Linked DNA regions of Anser cygnoides: regions 1, 2 and 3 are each linked to region 4. The links are chromatin contacts, called in public Hi-C maps. All regions are on one chromosome and are shown on one strand. Each heading gives the region's core, a stretch centred on a gene start, on an enhancer-like site or on the middle of the called end of the contact. The rest is flanking DNA. Distances are from core to core; before and after follow the strand shown. Region 1 overlaps RERE (arginine-glutamic acid dipeptide repeats). Region 2 overlaps RERE (arginine-glutamic acid dipeptide repeats). Region 3 overlaps RERE (arginine-glutamic acid dipeptide repeats). Region 4 overlaps ENO1 (enolase 1).

Region 1 (3,420 bases), core at 840-3,339, 180 kb before region 4:
GCAGGAGGGAAGACTGTGGTTTTCAGTGTGCCCCCGAATATACGTACTGGAATGAGAAAGGTTTAAAAATAGCCATGGGTTTAGAAACACCAGGGAGACAGCAAACCTCCATCTTCATATTTACAGAGCCTTCCGTTTAATTCAATCAGTGGTAAATTTTATCCTCTATTTAATTTGATCTAAACCTCTGTAACCACTTCATCAGTAGTAAAAATAACCTCCATCCTTTATTTTAATCAGTTCTGATCACTGCAAGGCAACTCCTACCGGATAGATCAGTCACAGGCAGCAAAGTGCTTTTAATTAACAAAAAAGGCTTAATCTTTGGGCAACGGATAGTCCGCAGAAAGAGTTAAATGCTAACTACAATAAATTTGAGCTATTCACACAGCATCAGATCACAAATCCTCCTGAAAGCTGCAGAGATCTGTGCTGGACAAAGCCTGGCTGTCATAGACACAGAGGAAGGAACTACAGTAACCACCCCGGCACAGTAGGAACTCACTCAAAACACTCATGCAAGTAACACACCAACCAACTCGGAGGATTTTTGACCTAAGGAAGCACAGCATTTGAAGACTGACTTTTGGACCGAGCCAGTTGTTTCCCTCCATCAGTGTGCCCACACTTCCCCTTCGGTTGCTTTTGCCACCTGCTAACCTGACATTGCCCCGGTGCTCCTTTCCCTCTGCCCGGCCATACAACCTCACCTCTTCTTACAGCAAAGCTTTTCGGACACTGACCTTACAGGGCTGGCAGAAAATTAACTCATAATAACAAAAGGGGGAGCGTGTTGTTGTGGGGTCTACAAGGGGGAAGGAGAATATTATAGGATCAGAATCGCAGGAGCGGAAAAAAACGAGACAAGGGAAGCTGTGACTTAGTTTTATTAATTATTTTCTGGTTGTGGTCCTGTCCAACCTGCTCTACGTGGCCCTGCTTGGGCAGGGGTTGGACCAGGTGGTCCCAGAGGTGCCTCCAGCCTCAGCCATTCCGGGATGGAGCTGGTCATTTACAGAGCCTTTCCCAGTTCAGGGGGTTAACTAAGCAGAGCTTAGTGCCTGGTGTGGCACCTGCCTATTCATATGAGTTATAAAAATAACTCGGTAGGTATTTGCTGGGCTGCAAGAGGAGATGAAGCCCAGCACAAACGGGGACATGGTTTGGACCCAGGTCTTCCACCTCCCTCACTAGTGCCACTCTCAGGTCACCACCACACATCACCTGAGGCTCCCTCCTTCTCATTGCTTCCCATCACAACATGGGGGGGACACACTTAACACTAATGTTCTCCCTGAAATTTAATTATTTTGGCCAGATTTGGGGTTTGACACAGTCTTTTCCTCTGAAAAACACGTGGTTGTGGAGCTCCCGTGCAGCTGCAGCACCCTACGTACGGCGCAGGAGGAGTTTGCTGCAGGTTTGCGGAGCCAACGAGAAGGAAACTTTGCCTTGCAAGCCCCAGAAAGGCTCAGGAGTGCAGTGCAGCTGCTTTAATCTGGAGTTTTCTACAAGCTGCCGGAGACAAACAAGCTATGAAGTTCTGCAGGTGGAGCTTAGCTGTCTATAAATAAGAGCACAGTTTGATCTTTGGCTCTGCCGAGGCTGGAGGGCTGCCAAGTGTTTCTGGAAACTTGGATGGAACAGAACAGGAACAAATATGATAAAACGAGCAGAGACTGACAATGATTTATAGAGTTAACGATCATTAGTCTGCACTCACAGGGGCTGCACTTTTGGAGTAATGTTTCACTTTTCAGTAAATTTTGCTTTTTCTTGCTCGCAAGGCTCTGTTCTCTACCATTTAACACGGACTGCTGATCAAAAACCCCGAGCTGCAGCAGCTCTGGCATTCTCAGCATAGTGCAGCTGATGGAAAAAACAAGGAGAATGAAAAAAAAACCCTCAGCACAGAAGAAGAGGAGTTGGCAGCGTTCAATTTAACCATTCTACAGAAAGAATGTAGGCAGAGAAAACGGAGGTAATGACAGCGTGAGGACAAACACAGCGAGCACGAGGCACTTGAAGCATTTGTTCCAACAGCCAGCGCCCCAAACAAAATGCCCTTTTGTGACGAGATCGCCGAAAACCGTATTAGGAAAGCACGTTCTAGGCTTTTTACTCACCCTCTGCTCGCCTTGCTGCCGTGCTAGCGCATGATCTTCTTCCACCCTACCACTTCAGGCACCCTCCTTACCACAAAGGTTCTTTGTTGGGCTTCTGAATAAAGCCGACCTGAACACAGGTTTACACAGCCTGGCCTGCCCTAATCTAGCTCTTGCACAAGGGTATGGATGAGGAGAGAGCAAGTACACGCAATTCATTGGAATAAATCCTTGAAAGGCTTTTAGATAAACTAGAGCTTAAAAAAAGTCTCTCCAGCCACCGTCTGAATAATTAAAAAGTGTTAAGAGCCCATAAAAACACCACCTATTACCAGCTCTATTTTACAGCACCAATGCCAGTTTAATTACTTAACAAAAGAACACAAATTGTATTTTTATTTATGTTTTCAAATGTACTTTTACTCTACCAATTAGCTACCTTAAAACTTCATTCATTCCAAAAAAAACCAGCAATCCACAAAACTGCTCATCTCTTTTACGTGAACCATGTTGTCTTGCCCCGAATCAGATTTTTCATTTAGACACCTGGTAGGTACACGTGACGAGTTGAATTTCTACTTCCATTTAGACCATATTTATTAACATACATGAGAGAAGCAGCTTTTTGGACAGTGAAAGGTAAAAACCACAAGCGAGTCTGAGGTTCTTCTTCGATAAATATTTTATCATAGCTAAATTTCAGCCATCTGATTTTCTATTTTAGTGCACACCACCACCTAATTATTGAGCTAGGAAATAACCTTTTTCCATTTTCACCAACCCAGACATACCTAGTCAGCTTGCTAAGGAGGCACCATCTTCTTACACATTACATCTCACATAAATCTATTTTGTTAAGTGCATTTAACAGCAGCATTAAAATGCAAAATATTTTTAGGACTTAATCCAAGTGAACTCGTTCAGCACTTCTCTTCTCCCACATAGTGAAAATGCACAAGTGTCTCCCTGTTTGCAGTCAAGTACTTCTGTGTGAGCTCAAGCTGCAAGGTCTGACAAACAAAGGGTTGTAACAACAGCATTTGGTTTCCACATGCTGCCAGAAAATGCAACTTTTGTGCTGAATGCAACAAATATTGCTATTTATTCAGAAAGAATAAGAATCTGCTTGTTTACTAGCTGTCAGCAAATTAAGAACCTAGAATTTGCTCCCAACTTCGTGTGATTTATAACCCTACAAAACACTTTAATAAGCGCAGTTGCATTATGTCATACACATAAAAATTAAGCCAGCAGCAATCTCACAATTGCAGCAATTAAACTGCAGAACAAACAAACCACAAGGAGAAACCTTTGC
Region 2 (3,201 bases), core at 354-2,853, 200 kb before region 4:
GATAAGAGCTGGTTTAGTTCCCGTGTCTCTTGCTCATAAAAGCCTGAAGAGAAAGAATGCTACAGCTATTTACGCTCGTGCCCACTGGGAACCTCTCTTAGACATAATTGCTTTGAAATAAACTGGATGAGGGAAGACCTAAACAAAAACACTGCTTTGATATGAAGTCAATATTTTCTTTCATAAAGATCTTTTCTGGCTGGTTATTCATTCAGAAGTAACTACGTTAAAAACGTTGAAAAAAACGTGTTACATTAGTTAAAACATTCACTGAGGAGCACAGGGGTTTCTTAACAGCTCACATGAACTGCAGAGAGAGAAAAAAAAGCAAAGGCACAACTCAGATAGGGCATTTCTTAACATGCTTGTGAAAACTTCCTACAGTATGGCTCAATTCTCACCTCTCCATGGCCACTGTACACCTTCCAATATTATAAAAGAAAGTGTCACATGAACCTCTAACTTCTGACTTCCTTTACAGTAGCATCAGCTCGATTTAATATAAAATAGGCCTAGTCTTCACAGTAATTTGGTATTTCTATTGTATTACTTATCTTCCACCGCTGCAATGTTCCAACTGCAGGGCTTAAGGAGGCATTAGGAGTTCTTTCCCAGAGAAAGCAGCCTAAGTATCTAGAAAAGGCATGCATTATACAAAAAGCAAGGAAAATAAGGAGATTTAACTTTAAGTGGGTTTTCCAGAGAAGAAAAAAGCCTGCCTCCCCTCGCCACAGACTTCAGCGACTGGTTAGGTAAACTCCTAATAAATAAGAAGTGTGTAGGCTGTACTGACCTATAACCTGGTTTCCATTTAGGGCAAGTCACTTCAAGAATGTCCCTGTCTCATTTTCAAGCAGCTTTTGCAGGACTTGGGAGTTGCTGTAGTTCCCTTGTGTGCCTATAAAGGCTTTTAGAGTTCTACCTCATGTTAATATGGTGGCTAAACAGGAAAATAAGGCCTGTTTTCTAGCATTTCTGGAATTGCTAGGGGGTTACTTCACATCGCAATAGAAGAATGACAAGCAAAGTCTCTGAAGTTATTCTGATGACCTAAAAATACACAAATTAATTCCAGAACCTTGTAATTTGCAATATTCCTCATACCACTCTAAGGAGGAAAAGCAAAACTGGATAGGCAGATACTATTTACTACAGCCTTTATCCTGTGGGTCTTACTACAGCAAAACTGCTGCAAATTTTGTCTGAAAACAGAGTGGGAATTAAAAGAGAGCAGAAGGGAGACCTGTGGGCAAAAATAGGAAACAGAGATTAAACAATCTGTTGTCGGTCAAAGGTTACTTGTAGATCAGTTACCACTAGAGGCTAAAACAGCCTGCTCAAAACCACGAACACACGGCTTCCAGTTGCTCAAACTTAGTAGTTAGTCTTCCCGACAGTAAAAATTCAGACCTAATGAAACAAAAATCTACCACTTGCACAATAATAGCCTGTATCGAATTTCACACCACTTGCAAACCTTTTACAGAGCCTTCGGCCTGATATCCAAACGCAAACAGCAGAAGTCAAGTAGCAGAAACAGGGTCAGGCACATGCCCCCAGCTCTCAGGTCTTTAGTTTTTCTTTTCTCCTGCAAACTCTTTTTCTCTAGCACAAAGAGACATGTTTTATTTAAAGCTGTATTTCATACTCACTGTAATTCAAACTTTAAAAGAGTACTTTTGCCTCTTGGTAACTTCACTATCACCAGAATGCATTCTAAAGTAAACCCAAATCTGTCCTAAATGCATTGCTAGGAGTTGCTCTAAAGCGGAGACGAAAGGGCTGCTGAAGCTGACTATGTGCTGCTAGGAGCACACTCTTTCAGCATTCCTTCTAAGCTGCCATCTTTCCAACATTGGGCCTCAAAATTGTGCCTCAAAATCCAACTAAATACCAAAGCAAGGTCTACCTACACTTGCTCGGTAACTAAGTTTTCCTGTCGTTCTCAAGGCAATCGGTGAACAGAGACGCTGGCTGAGGCACCCCAGGAATCGCTTCACCCTCCCCTTCCTATTTGACTCACACACTTATTAGCTATTTACTGATGAAAGACTGATATCACAGGGTCACGTCACAAGAACATCTCAGAAGGGGAGAAAGGAAGCATCTTACAGTACGCAGGTTTTACAGGTTGTAAAATATTTTCACAGCAGTGCTCCTCCTTTCATCCAAGTTCCACACAAACAAACAAAAAGTCTAAACGACCTCTTCTTGGTTATGCTTTAAATAAATATTTTCAGAACCATTAATGCAAGCACACTGAAAATGCTAAAAACCAGTTACTCTGCCTCACTTTTCATGGAGTTATCCCCCCTTCTAAATTCAGAACAAACACGAACGCTGCTTTCTAAAACCGCCCTCCCAGCAGTTAAATGACACCTGCAGAATGGAAACCGAAGCTTCTAGAGAGGCTCGGCAATTAGGACTAATGGAAAACTAACTAGATTCCCAAGGCTTCCCAACCCTTCTTTCCTTTGAAGAAGTCAACCACTCCTCCCTGCCCGCCCTCCTCCTAAGCACTTGCCAGGGTTTTTAATAGAATTTGACAGTTAGGCAGCCTGATGAAGTTCAGATCGATTCAGAAACTCAAGTTCCACCTCTGCTGTCCGCACGCTTCAGGAAGCGAGGAGTTAAAAACGCCACCACGGATGGTGCAGGTCGGAGAGCAGCGGCACATACCTCCTCCTCCTTCCACGTTCAATTAGATTCTGTTTTGTTTTCGGCTTTCTTTAATTACCCGCTGCCATTCGAGCCCAACTTGGTGACATAAATGTATTATCCCATCGCAATGTCAGAATTTAAAATTAGATTTAGCCCCCCAGAAATACACTTCATCCAACCTTAATGACTCGGTCCAGCAACGACGCCGATTTTATGTAACAGCTTTCACGCTAAGACCTAAAAACTGCACTAAAAATTACAGCCACCTTTTCCGGCTGTACGTTTTCTCTTGCATTAATCCGAAAGGGATCAAATTCGGGGTGAAAAGGAAACAGTTCTGCGAGATCAAACACTGAAGCAGCAGGAGAAAAAGCAAATTACATAAAGTCCGAATGTACTCACAGTCTCCTTATTCGGAAGCAACTCCTTTCGGATCCTGAAGAAGTTCTTGCCGTACTGCCTCAACCCCTTAATAAAACGTTTCTGCGATAAAAGATAACAAAAATAGCATGTCAGCAGAGGGGAAAACAAAAAGATCTC
Region 3 (3,283 bases), core at 232-2,731, 230 kb before region 4:
CTCAAAGCAGCGACCCTGAGGGCCGTCCCCTGGCCCACTCCAGCAGCCTGAAGGGCGCAGACTGGCCAGAGGAGACCGCTTTTGCAAGAAGGACTGTCTGATTGCTTCCAGTGCCCTCTTCTCCTGCCTGCAACCAACACGTGCCCCTGCTGCATCAAGCTCTGGGACCAACAGCACACTAAAGCAACCCTCGACACAGGTGTAAATGAGCAACACCAGCGCTCACCGAAGGGCCCCTCAAAGCACCCCCAAACCTTTCCTCCAGCAACGCTCCCGGTGTTGGTGCTGAGACACAAGGGCTCTGCAGGAAGGGGTCCCGTGTCCCGGCATCCCTTCTAGGTACTGAGCCGGTATCCAGAAGGAAAACCACCACCGAGTGCCCTGTTAGCCTGCTTCAGCACCACTCCTCAGACGAGCAGCTCCGCATCTTTCCAGCCAACGCAACTCCATTTTTTGGCTTTGAGGTCTGATTAAATGTCCCAAGTGGTTTATCGAACCCACATAAAGCAACGTGGGAAGCCTCACTCAGGACTTTATCACTACCTTCCCTCCAGGACGGCCACCCTCCAGCTCCCGAAGGCTCCCGACGGAGGGGATATGCTCCTCGCCAGGTTCAGCTTTCACCAATTTTGAAACCCATCGGGAGCTCACAGCTCCTCAAATCTCCTGCCTTCTCCTGCCAAGGCCATTTCACCCCACGTTGTAGGTACACAGAAGAAAGTCATGCTTCATCTCCCTTTACATCTGTGCTGGGGATTATTTGTAAAGAGAAAGGAACGGTTCAGATCCTCTCCAGCAGCGGCACAGCTTCCTCTGCAGTCCGGCACTGGAGCCAGGGTTAATTCCTTGGCACGGGGGCACCCTTCTGACCTCTCCCACCAGTTTCATCCCCTGCCCTCACCCTTGCTAAAATTTTTTAGCAGCTCAGCCCAGCTCTGCAGCCACGTTGCAGGACACCAGGGCAGCCCTTGTTAACTCTTCCCCACCTTCCGCAAACTGCCAGCAGGCAGAGTGCGGCCTGCCCTGCTTTCTCACTTCTTATCAGCAGTTTTCAAATGTAAAATACACAGTACAAGCTGTGCCCTGTGTTTGTGTTTAGTCTTGCCTTAGGTAAACAAAGGATTAACACTGTGTGCTCACTGCTGCTGTGAGAGGCCCCGGCAGCCCCGCTGCAGCAGCCTGCTCCTACGGAGCGATCGCACGAATGCATCAACTTACCTTCAAGTATCTGTTCTGGTAGAACGGAGTGAGCAAACATAATAATTGCTGGTTAATTTCCCCAGAGCCTAGCACTGTCAGGAGGAGTAAAAAAAAAATCGGGGGGGGATAGCTTGCCTGTAATTAAACAGAAGAGGTAAACAACAACTCCTTTCAGTGGCCCTACCGGCAGGCAGGCAGAGCGGAGGGGAACAGATTGTCCAGCTGTGGTCTTAATGAATTCACCATCTTCCCGGAATGCAGCGAGATTTTATTCACTCAGGCCACTTCAACACAGGTCCCGTGGTGAGAAGAGTCTCCAGCACCTTCCTCGTGCAGTGAGCCCCCGGGCTTGACCAGCGCCGGTGAGAGCATCTGCTCAAGTGTCTGTGTGCCAGGGGGCAAATCGAGACGGGGGGGCAAATCGAGATGGGGGGGCAAATCGAGACAAGGGGCTACCCATGCCCAAATCTGCGAAATGGCAGCTTCCTAGCAGGCACCTGCAGCCCAGCCCAGCGTCCTGCTGCTTCCTGACCCCTGACCCAGCCCAGGAGGGATCGGTCCCACCATCACACACATCCCCGTGCCCCAAAGCTGCGAGGATTAGAGGAGCTCGAGTACAGAAAAACAGCAGCAGGGACGAGGAAGCGCACCGCCGAGGTGCAGTTCAGGAGGGTCGAACCTCGGCGTTTTTACAGCTGTGCGCTCGGTCTGGGTGCCTCTGTCAGCTGTGACAAATGGGTTTGCATATGTTCTAATTAAGCAATAAGTCTCAGCAGCTTGTTCAGTAGCACTGATTAATGCCCACCTTCGGTGCACAGGAGCACTGCATCCTCTGAAACATTACTGAATTTTAAGAGGGACTTTTAAAACCCAAGCAGTATTTTACCGACGCTACAAAGCACGTATTAAAAATCGCGTGGTGCTTTCGAAGGAACATCCCGCAGGTCTCGGTTCTCTCGCACATTTTGAAAGCCTCGGTATTTTATCTGCAGCTTGGTGTTTTATCTTTTGGACGGCAATGCAGCTGGCTCTGCCTGGTCTCTGCTAAGAGCTCTACCTACAGTTTTAGGAGAAGATCGGCCGTCCTAATAATCTGCTTCTTGTTCTGCGAACAGCAAGATAAGCTCCTTCAGTTCCTTTTGGATTTCAAACTCCTGAAAAAACTGTCTGGCCAAGTGGGAAGCAACAGAGGATATCGGTGTATAAGAAACCCAGGATAAGTCTTTGGGATTTTTTGCCAAACTGTCAATTCACCCCAAATAGAGGAACAGCCACAGACTTCCTTGGGAACCCAGCTGAGGCTCCATCTGTAGCTTCTGGGTTTCATTTTGTTGTGGAAAAAACCTGCAATCCTATACAGCTTTGTGCTTTCCAATTGTTCCTGCTAGCTGAGCACCGCTACCTTGCTTAGTCCTCTACAGGCCGGGAACAGACAGAGCTTCCATCTCCCACAAATTTGGCTTTTCTTCAGGCAGCTGACGCAGGCCTACGACACAACAGGGCACTGCAGCACTGTGCCGCTCCTGGTAGCACTGAAACATGTTTCAACCTCAACATTTCGCTCCAGAGTTCCCGAAACAGCCAAGAGACTAAAATAATTTCGTTTTTCGCTTTACCTAAACACACAGAAATTCTCCCAAGAGAATATACTTCCCCTCATTAACAAATTATAATTAAAAAAAAAAAAACACTCAGGCTAACAGGAGAGGGCAAACTAAACCCAACTCCTACAATAAAATTATGCACGGGAATGGACAAAGAGTAATTGAAGCGAAAGTAGAAAGGAGGCAGTGAACAGGGACTGCAAATTAGGGAAAAGCAACAGAAAGAAATACACCTGGTAGGATGTAAATAATCTCTCACTGGAAAACAGAAACAAACAGCATTTATCTTCAGTAACACAGCAAGACTCCAGCAGTGTAGAGCATCCTCCCTTCGGTGACAAACCAACGAAGTACCTACAAATTACGTCTCAGCACACCCTTTTGTAACAGAGGGTAAGCAAACAAAGAGACAGAAGATTAATAAACAGGCCAAGATCAATCCTTTGTGGGAAGTACAACCGATCGGGCCTCATGCCACA
Region 4 (3,069 bases), core at 171-2,670:
CTCGCCCAGACACAGCTTACCTTTGCTGAATTAAGGAGGCCCTGAGCTTCTCTCTTTCCCTCAGGGATTGTAACTGATCTCATAGTTCAAAACCTATGTCTCATCCCACCTTCACAAAAAACATCCTTGAAGGCCACTTTTTGATTGCAGGCACGTACTTACAGCTAATTATTCGTGTATTTGTCACAAAGCAATTTAAGTCCACCCCCAAAGCACAGTGATTAGTCCAACTCTCACTCTGCACCCTGAAACAGGACACACTTATGCAGACACAGGTACCCCTCTTCCTCACCCCCCCCAAAGCAACTCAAAGCCACACTTTGTTGGGTTGTTTGATGCTTTTTATTTATCACATGTAAAAACACTACTATCTCTGTTTGTAGGTACCTCTTGCTGTCCTGCAAGTCAAACAGCTCCAAACATCAAAGACCAGACAGGCAGAGAAGGGAATTGCTTATGCCCAGCGTCAACGGGTCATGGTTCCGGAGCATGTTTAACACAAAACCTCACTGGGATTGTTCTACAAAAGCAGATTGTTACAAGTAACAGATCAGAGCTGGTGGAAACACTAGGTGAAGGAGTCATCTAGGGAGGGAGAGGACCTGCAAACCGGTCTTTTTCCTTCAGCTGCCCTCATCTTTCTAATACGGGTAATTGTGATCTAAGTAGGTGACTAGTGCTTTAAACCAGAACAGGGGTGTCTGATCCACGCAGCTTAGTTGATGCGAGGGTTCCTGAAGTTTCTTCCAGCAAAGCGGGCCTTGCTGCCAAGCTCCTCTTCAATTCTGAAGACAAGGGAAGAAAAAGCTGAGTGAGCAGAACTGCATTGGCACAGCCGCTGACCTTACACCAAACCACCTGATCTAAGAGGCACTGAGGGTACCATCAGGGTCACCAGTCAGTTTCCCCAAGCAACTTGAACAATCACACATTTAGCTGCCCTGGTCAGTAACCCTCACCTTACCCAACTCTGCTCAGACATTTGAAACGCTTGCCCAAGGCAACTGCATCATGCAGTCAGAAGGACAACTTCACAGAGACAACGTCACTGAACACTGTGCGAGGCTCCCCTTTTGTGTCTCCATTATGACCATAACCCATTCAACTCATCATTCATCCCACTGCCAGCTCTGCAGGCAGGGCACCAGCCCAAAAGCATTTCTACTAGCATCAGTTTGTCCTTAAGCTGCACAGAAGAGCAAGCTGTGCCCTGAATGCATTAGTGGAGCATCCATTTTATGTCAGGCCTAGCCCTTATCCCTTTGCCCATCTCAAGTCTCACCTCAGCAGCTGGTTGTACTTGGCTAGGCGCTCAGATCGGCAGGGGGCACCAGTTTTGATCTGGAAGGGAAATCAGAAGGTTGGTCAGGAACTATAGCAGAAGTAAGGCCATGAATGCAATTACAAAACTACTCTATTTAGAGTAATAAGCGCAATTACAAGCTTGATTTCAGCACCAGGCTTTGAATACCCGTACACTCAAACATGATAGTGCTCAGGAGCAATAAGGAATGTTCACTTTGGAACAGCTTCCGTATCAAATCCTGACACACCCAATGGAGTTCACTTTCAGAAGTTTAATTGATGGCTAAAGGTGAGTTTACACAAGATAACATGCTCCCATGTCACAGTCCCATTAGGCAGATCAGCTTCCTGTACATAGGAGCAGGAAGTCTTCATGCCTTAAGTCACAGCAGACCCCACCTGCTATGCACCATGGCACTGTCTAATCAGACAAGGAAGCGAACTACAGCAGGTACAGACACCAACCTGACCAGTGCAGAGGCCGACCACCAGGTCAGCAATGAAGGTATCTTCTGTTTCTCCAGAGCGGTGACTCACCATCACGCCCCAGCCATTGGACTGGGCAAGCTTGCAGCTGGAAGAAAGACAGGCAAAGCGTCACACCACCCTATTTGCATAGCGACCTTCGCTCTAATGCTGCTGCCAAGCACCAGGTATTCTCTGCTTTGGCAAGACAGAACTGCCCTTTGGTATGTCAGGGCTAGAATCACGTGAAAACAGTGATAACAAGCTGCTTTTACACATGCTTAAGCAGTGTTCGACGCGCCCATGTGACTTCAAGGCCATGAAGGTACAGGCTTGCTTGCCAATAGCCTCTATGAGTTACCTTTTAGTCGCCTCACTAATGTCCGATCAGATTTCTATTGCACTGTTCTCTACGTTCATCCCCCTCAATTACACAGTCCCCCTCTCATGCACTCAAGGATCCCCCTCCGTGACATGGCTAAGAAGGGAGAACAACTTACGCTTGTAGGGACTCTGTCACCGATCCGATCTGGTTGACCTTGAGGAGGAGGCAGTTGCAGGATTTCTCCTCCACTGCCTTGGCAATACGCTTCGGGTTGGTCACAGTCAGATCATCACCAACCACTTGGATGCCAACGCTGCCAGTGAACTTCTTCCAGGCAGCCCAGTCATCCTGGTCAAATGGGTCCTCGATGGACACCACTAGAGGAAGACAGAAGGAGATTTAACAAAATACCACCATGAAAGGTCAGGCCTGCAGCACGTTGCTAACCCTGCTTTCAAACAAGCATTACCCACCCCAAAAAAACATGGCTACAACTCCTAGAAAGCTGGTTTGTTCTGCTTGTGATCTGCAGACAAGGGAGGCTGCATCCTAAATTATTTCAATCAACCCCTATTTCTCCACAACTATTTTGCTTCCTGGTTGAAGGACTTACCTGGGTAGTTCTTCACAAAGCCCTTGTACAGGTCAGCCAGCTGGTCAGGAGAAATGTATCTGCTGGGATCATCGGGGGATTTGAAGTCCAGGTCGTACTTTCCATCACGGTAGAACTCTGAGGCAGCCACATCCATGCCAATGACAACCTTGTCAGAGTAGCCAGCCTTACCGATGGCAGTCTTCAGCAGCTCCAGGGCTGAAACACAGTTAGGCATTGGTGAGTTCCTGCTCAACACCTCAACACGAAGCTAATCAGTTACCAACAACAGTATATTCACTCGGCCAGGAATCTCCGTTACCCCCTATAGAAAGCCCAAAGGCCACACAAAATGTTAACGCTGCAGCTTCTACACTAATTT

What was found. Hi-C and Micro-C count contacts between places; a contact is called where the count stands out from the background.
Region 1: a contact with region 4 is called in a Hi-C map of liver, with 2.4 times the contacts expected there. The contact joins two enhancer-like sites. A contact is called at or near these places in 2 of 7 Hi-C or Micro-C datasets (both in liver).
Region 2: a contact with region 4 is called in a Hi-C map of liver, with 4 times the contacts expected there. The contact joins two enhancer-like sites. A contact is called at or near these places in 2 of 7 Hi-C or Micro-C datasets (both in liver).
Region 3: a contact with region 4 is called in a Hi-C map of liver, with 5 times the contacts expected there. The contact joins two enhancer-like sites. A contact is called at or near these places in 2 of 7 Hi-C or Micro-C datasets (both in liver).

The regions. Positions count from the first base shown.
Region 1 is chr23:4,677,755-4,681,174 of Taihu_goose_T2T_genome, reverse strand. All of the region lies in intron 10 of RERE (arginine-glutamic acid dipeptide repeats), which reads right to left. Among named protein-coding and RNA genes, the nearest start is that of SAMD11, 73 kb to the left of the region's middle. Within about 2 kb of position 2,089, at least 2 of the 3 cell types and tissues checked have open chromatin away from gene starts, as enhancers often do. A contact at or near this core is called in liver, where this site is marked.
Region 2 is chr23:4,701,318-4,704,518 of Taihu_goose_T2T_genome, reverse strand. RERE (arginine-glutamic acid dipeptide repeats) reads right to left here. Exons shown (of 23, transcript XM_066982188.1): 11 at 3,064-3,144. Among named protein-coding and RNA genes, the nearest start is that of SAMD11, 49 kb to the left of the region's middle. Within about 2 kb of position 1,603, at least 1 of the 3 cell types and tissues checked has open chromatin away from gene starts, as enhancers often do. A contact at or near this core is called in liver, where this site is marked.
Region 3 is chr23:4,727,694-4,730,976 of Taihu_goose_T2T_genome, reverse strand. The region is part of intron 11 of RERE (arginine-glutamic acid dipeptide repeats); the gene reads right to left. Among named protein-coding and RNA genes, the nearest start is that of SAMD11, 23 kb to the left of the region's middle. Within about 2 kb of position 1,481, at least 2 of the 3 cell types and tissues checked have open chromatin away from gene starts, as enhancers often do. A contact at or near this core is called in liver, where this site is marked.
Region 4 is chr23:4,501,887-4,504,955 of Taihu_goose_T2T_genome, reverse strand. ENO1 (enolase 1) reads right to left here. Exons shown (of 12, transcript XM_048067332.2): 8 at 2,709-2,906; 9 at 2,271-2,472; 10 at 1,771-1,879; 11 at 1,283-1,341; 12 at 320-785. The coding sequence ends at 716. Among named protein-coding and RNA genes, the nearest start is that of ENO1, 12 kb to the right of the region's middle. Within about 2 kb of position 1,420, at least 1 of the 3 cell types and tissues checked has open chromatin away from gene starts, as enhancers often do. A contact at or near this core is called in liver, where this site is marked.